Regions from separate parts of the Zea mays genome. Here region 2 is linked to region 1. A link is a contact called in public Hi-C data. All regions are on one chromosome and are shown on one strand. The core of a region is the stretch at or near the end of the contact, and the rest is flanking DNA. Distances in the headings are between cores, read along the strand shown. Region 1 has its middle 41 kb from the start of LOC118473463. Region 2 holds the start of LOC100284599 (zinc-binding protein).

Evidence for each region. A called contact is a pair of places that touch in the nucleus more often than the background predicts.
Region 2: a Hi-C map of leaf shows a contact between it and region 1, with 4 times the contacts expected there. The contact joins the promoter of LOC100284599 here to the enhancer-like site in region 1. A contact is called at or near these places in 12 of 25 Hi-C or Micro-C datasets (ear, endosperm, leaf and 3 more) and 1 of 3 datasets of contacts at active chromatin or transcription factors (leaf).

Annotation. Positions count from the first base shown.
Region 1 is chr9:114,760,857-114,763,874 of Zm-B73-REFERENCE-NAM-5.0, forward strand. No RefSeq gene overlaps it. Among protein-coding and RNA genes, the nearest start is that of LOC118473463, 41 kb to the left of the region's middle. Within about 2 kb of position 1,390, at least 17 of the 20 cell types and tissues checked have an H3K27ac peak or open chromatin away from gene starts, as enhancers often do. A contact at or near this core is called in ear, leaf, root tip and 1 more, where this site is marked.
Region 2 is chr9:114,859,360-114,862,377 of Zm-B73-REFERENCE-NAM-5.0, forward strand. It overlaps LOC100284599 (zinc-binding protein), which reads right to left and starts at 1,562. Exons shown (of 4, transcript NM_001398978.1): 1 at 1,190-1,562. The coding sequence starts at 1,360.

The sequences.
Region 1 (3,018 bases), core at 140-2,639:
AAGGCGGCTCCGCCGCAGCTGGCCTGTGGCCAGTGGCCTGGGCGCCCCGCGCCTGGCAATGGTAGGCTGGCCGCTGAAAGCGAGCGCTTAAGCACTAGCGCCTCAGGCCTCAGCCGCTCAGCGGTCAGCGGCTCGCTGGCTCAGCGCGACAGCGCCTGGCGCCCTGGCCGATGGCCGTGTGGTGCGCCCGTCAGGCCCCTGGCGCCCGTGCGGTCGTGGCCGAGGCCGACCGCTGATGGCGCCTCGCGCGAGTCACGTCAGCCCTGGCGCCTTGGCGGCTGCCGGCTGGTGTTTGGTGAGACCTGCGACTGCCGTGCTGCCGTGCTGGGGGCCTGGGACAGCGCGCGACAGACCTAATACCTAATGGGCCAGATGGGCCGAGCATGCAAAGAAGCAAGAACAAAGCCTAAAACAAATTTGGGTCTAAATACTCAGTACTCATGTATTTTTCAATATTTCAGAGTATATATATATATATAGCATATACATGTATATATAACTTTTTTTGCCAAAAATAATATGTTCGATTCCGATCCTATACGTTACGTACGTAGTACTCACGACGCTCGTTATTAATTATTTTTTGCTATTTAGGATCGTGACATCCATTTACCGACAAACGATTTGATGCTACTTTTTCCCGACAGACTTTACGCCACGTATAATCTGTTTTACCGACAGATGGACTGCCACAATAGCTCGACATTATTGCCGACAGATTTGTTGACTCCAATACAATAACTACCGACAGATAGTGTGATGGGAATATTTTGTGACAGACTGTCTGTCGCAAAACGTCTATTTTTACCGTCAGTTGTTTGACGCTAAAATTGTGTCATGGTGTAGTGGTGGTGGCATTGTATGGTACGGCTACGGCATGAACGATCGCCTCGCCGCCCGCGTCTGCGCCCGATCGATCGACATGCGGCTGCAGCAACAGCAGTAGATGGGGGCCGCTCTGCATGGATCGACACGTGCCCGCCGCCTGTGATTGCTTGGTGCGTCATGGGCGGGATCAGAGCCGTGTTTAGTCTCGTCGGTCCGTCACTTCAGCTTCGTTATCTAGCTAGCTCATCATTTATTTACTCGTCAGTTTGTAGATCGATCCCCACAGGACAGGTCACCTCCGCTCGAACCAAAAAAAAAGGTGCTAGCTAGCTGCTTTGGCGGTGCTGCACTGTTGCACTATTCAGCACGACTTCACACATCATATATTGAGTTCATTATGGTTGTAATGTGCCTGTTTCAATGATGGGCTAAACCATCTGACAAAAAAAAAGATTCTAATAAAGCGCACTTACGATTCAAGCTTGCTAGGATGAAGACACGATGGTCTATATATAGCTACGACAGTAGCACCCTAGGTAGCTAGCTAGCTATAGCTAGGTCGACCACTCCAAATTATTATATAAAACACTAGCATCCCCATGCAATGCAATGTACCAGGAAGAGTGGTGTACGCTAGCTGCAGCTTTAATTTTATCCGGGACAAGGCGGCATGACAATGAGCATATGGAGGGCCCTGTCCCCAGGAGGTATCCCCATGCATGGCGCCCCATAACGCCGTTGCAGCTGTTGCATATGCAGCGCACAACCCTGCTCCTCCCGCGGTGACACAGCCAAAGCCGGCGCCGCCCGCGCATCATCGATCTCGGTAGCCTGCCTTTATTCTGTCCGCGCCCGGCCGGCGGCCCCTGATCCGATCGTGTGCTGGTAGGTGCGTAGCAGCGATGCGATGCGATGCGATGCAATGCAAGCGCGGTGTGTGTGCGCCAGCAGATGCAGCTGCAGCTGCGACGGGGGGGCCTGGGCCTGGCGCCCATGCGTGCCTGCTTGGCACCATGCATGCCGCCGCAGGCGCGGGCGCGGCGGCCCCGTGCGTTCCGTGTCGTCGTCCGGGTTTAGGGTGCGGGAGCCAGGAGGGTGAAAAAAGGTTGCCCGGCCTGCAGGCCAGCCGGTATCTTTTTAGCAGCAGCATCTAATAACCGCGTGGTGGCGGCAGGCCACTTGAGTTCGTTCGTTAGGCTTGTGGGTGAGATCGGTCGGTCGCCGCCTAGCTAGCTGCAGATGGAGATGCATGGGAAGGAGCGATGGAAGGTGGAGGGTTTGTTGCCGCTCTGTCCATCTCCATGCCCGGATGCCGGCCCGGATGCTCGATCCGGCACGCCGGAGTGGACGGTCCGGTCATGAGTTTTCTCCTGCAGCTGCAGAGGAGCACAGCGCTGCCCGACTGCATGCCGGAGGGATGGAATGGAATCATGGGAAGTGGACGCATCTTGAAGCCATCCTCGGCGACTGCATACCAGAGCACCATGGAGTTTGTTTTACCAGTTCAACTTAATTATACCCGGATTGCCAATTCGTGCACGCGTACCATGGCAGACTGAACACACAATTCAATCGTTCGAGTTCAGGACAAATGTGCCCAGATCCCCTCCACTCATTTTTTCTGCAGGGTCACTGGTTGGTATCTCTTCTCTCTCTCTCTCTCTCAGAAAAGAGGACCAGGACACGGCACATGGGCTACACAACAACACACACGCAGCCAGCCCGGTTCAGTGACAAATAGTGTACGGCGCACGTTCAACCATGCAGTACGGACGGGGAGACCCATAATAATCCTTTTGCTGCTTTTTTTTTCCGCTCGTCAGCAGAGATTGTCAGCAGAGATTGGATCGGCGGACCGGAATGCGTGCATGCGCAGTGGCTATAGCTCGTTTTAGAAAACCAAACGTTGAATGTTTTATGAAGGTTGGTCTGTATAATGTAACCATCACTATGTGAAAACATAATAGTAAGTATTATATTGGTCAAACAACGTGATTAAGGGCACGTTTGGTTTGTGGCTAAATGTGCCACATTTTACCTAATGTTAGTCGTTCGAATTGAATAACTAACCTTAGTCAGAAAAGTTAGGCAAAATGTGGCAATTGAGGTAATGAACCAAACATGCTTTAAGTACACGACTTGTCTTCCTTATCAAACACCTGCTGCACAGATGTTTCTCAAGGTTTGACT
Region 2 (3,018 bases), core at 312-2,811, 99 kb after region 1:
AAGCTAGGCAGGCTCGGCCGGACGGCGCCACCGGGGCTCGTCGTCGTGCATGCAAGGATCAGAGCGGCCGGCCGATCGGGGGGGGGGGGGGGGGGGGGGGGGGGGGGGGAGGATCGGAGGGGAGGGCGTGGAAAGGTCAAGGCGCCAGAGCGGGCGAGAAGGGGGCAGCACCGCAGCAGCCTTTGCAGGCGAGGCAACAAAAGGGGCCGGAGAGCGTGCACTGCAGGAGGAGGCCGCGCAGGTCCCAGGGGCAGACCCAAGGAGCGCATGCATCATGCATGCACGCGCCACACCAACCCACGGCTGGGCGGACGGAGGAATTCAGCCACAAGGACCCAGGCTCGTCGTGCGACCATGCTTGTTCGGGGAGTATGGCCAAGCCGCATCAGGGGTCGCCACTTTTCTTTTTTACCCTCCCCTCCTCTCTTCCCCAATCGAGCTCGGGGCTTTTACTTCTCCTGCCACTGCCCACTGCCACCAAGAGCAGCAACGACAGGCCGGGAGGGGGGGCACTGGCGCACGAGGAAAGAGGGAAAAAGAATCCGAAATCGCATGCAGTGAATTTCCCTGGTAGGCTGGTGGTACGGCGGCGATCCGTGAGGCCGGAACTCGCAATTCAAACTTGTGCTTGGTGTGTGTGTGGGGGCTGAGATTAACCAGAGGCGCACAGAAAACGACACGGGCGAGCGCGGCGTCCTAAGAGCGGCCGGGGACGTTAATTGCGTCGCCCGCGGCCTTGGGACTGTGCTAAACTGATGCTGCCGCAACGCAATTAAGCCCAACCGAAGCAGCCATGCCGTAATTACTACGCCCAAAGCTGAGCCTACACTAGCTAGGGGTGCTACTAGCACGGAGAAGGAAGGAAGAGGAGGCGAGCCGGCGAGGAGACGGATCCGGATCCCCTTTCCCTTTGAGAAGCAGCGACAGCAGGCAGCCAACCTAGCGGAGCTAGTAGTAGCTAGGAGGCAGCCAGCCAGCCACTCGGCCTAATCCGGTCGAGCAAGTACAAGCGTCCGTGACCCACGGAACACTGAAGAATTGAGCAACAAAGCTCACGTAGCACACTGTACGCCGGAGCTGAGCTAGCCGGCTCGAGGTCTGAAGAAGACGAGGACGAAGTTCCTAGGCGTCGTCTTCTTCCTCCCCGCCACCGTGCGATCGACAGGGTGCTGGCAGACGGTGTGTGTACCTGGAGGAGGAGGTGGTGGCGGTGCGCGGGGGCGCAGTGCGGGCAGATGCTGGCGCAGCAGCCCAGGCAGAAGATGTTCTTCTCGTTCTTCTTCCGGTCCTCGTGCGCCGCGCACCCCACGAAGAAGCTCTCCTCCACCAGCCCGCCCACCCACCCGGGCCTCATCCCCATCTCTATCTCGCCTCCGCAATTCCCTCGCTCCCAGATGCTTCTCCCGGCGGGCGGGCGAGCGATCCGTCCCCCGCTCCGGTCCTCCGTACGGAGCGGTGTCTGTACGTACGCGGGCCGGCCGGCCGGCCGGACGGGCAAGCGCACCGCGGCGAGTGAGTCGGTCTGGAGGAGATTATTGGCTAGATGGGAGTGGAGGAGGCGTACCCCGTTCCCCGCAGCGCGCTGCTATATATAGAGGCGAGGGGAGGAGAAGTGATAGCGATGGAGGGGGGGCATGGAGCCAAGCCGGAGTGGGGTGGCACGCGGCGTCGGAGGGCGTGGCACGGGACGGGACGGGGCTTACGGGAGCGAAGCGACGGAGGCAGCCATTTGGGGTTGGGTTTGGGTGGTCAAAGCTAGCGAACGAAGCACTTTGGGCCCGTCGCGTCGCGGTCGTCCAAGGCCCCGTCGTTTTCGCGCCGCTGGAGAGGGGCCTCTCTCTCTCTCTCTCCGCGGCCGCGATCTCCTTTTCGTACGTTCGTCACCAGGCGACTTCACCACCGGCCTTTCAGTTCACGCTGCGAAACGAAGGCAGCACTTGCAACGTCGAGCGCCGCAAGTACTGTTGCCACGGAGACGAAGCACGCAGGCACGCGTACGTTTCCTTATTCCAGATCAACAGGTTTTTGCAGGAGTCGGCAACCGTTTCTCGGCACGTAGCTGCTGCTCTAATTATTTTTATCTTTTCGTATTTAATAAAAACAAAAACAATGTTCGAAAACTTGTCTAACCGTCCTTCCAACTAGATCTTTAAATATTATTGTTATCTATTTATTTATTTTTCGCTAACTACAGTTAAAGAGTCGTGCTAGCTCTCCACAATACTTACAAATATAAATGTTATGTTAGAAGATAGAAGCGTATTTTTACTCAAATGACCCTCTCCATATGGCTCCAACTTCATATATTTCTGCAACGCCTGCTATTTTAGTGACAGCTCTACTCGAGCTATCAAGTGCTAGTGGCACCGGAGCGGTCTAGTGTACCACCAGACCATGCCATATGTGTCGCCATGTCATATAGCCGTTAGAACTCAAAGCTAGTTGTCAAGGATGTCCTTGGGACCAGGGGAGCACACTAGGGAAAAGCCTCTAGCAATTTGGGCCCGTCAGTCAACTGGAGGAGATAGAAAACGTCTACCCTGAAAGCAGTGGCGGATCCACGAGGGGGATTGGGTGGGCTCCACACACACCCCTGCGTCGGCAGCATACAAGTAGGAGGGAGTTAGGGAGAGGAAGAAAGAAGAGGAGAAAGAGAGAGGAAGCGAGAAGGAAGAAGGGAGAGGAAGGAATAAGAGGGGAAATGGAGATGAAGGAAGAAGAAAGTGAAGAGAAAAAAGAGGAAGAATATAAGGGGGGGAAAGAAGATAGTTAGCTTCTAGCCTCCTTGGCAAGGATCATGGATCCGCCATTGCCTGGAAGTACCCGCCCCCAAACGAACCCAGCGGCACCGAGTCCGGGGTCAGGCATGGCAGAACCAGATATGGGGTGTCGGGCGAACAGAAGGGAAACCACTCGAGTGGATCCATCGCCCGGTCCAAGACCGACCCACCATAAGTGATTGGTTGCATTAACTACGTTTGACACCAAGCTATGGCAAAGGTGTCGGTCCACCTCCCA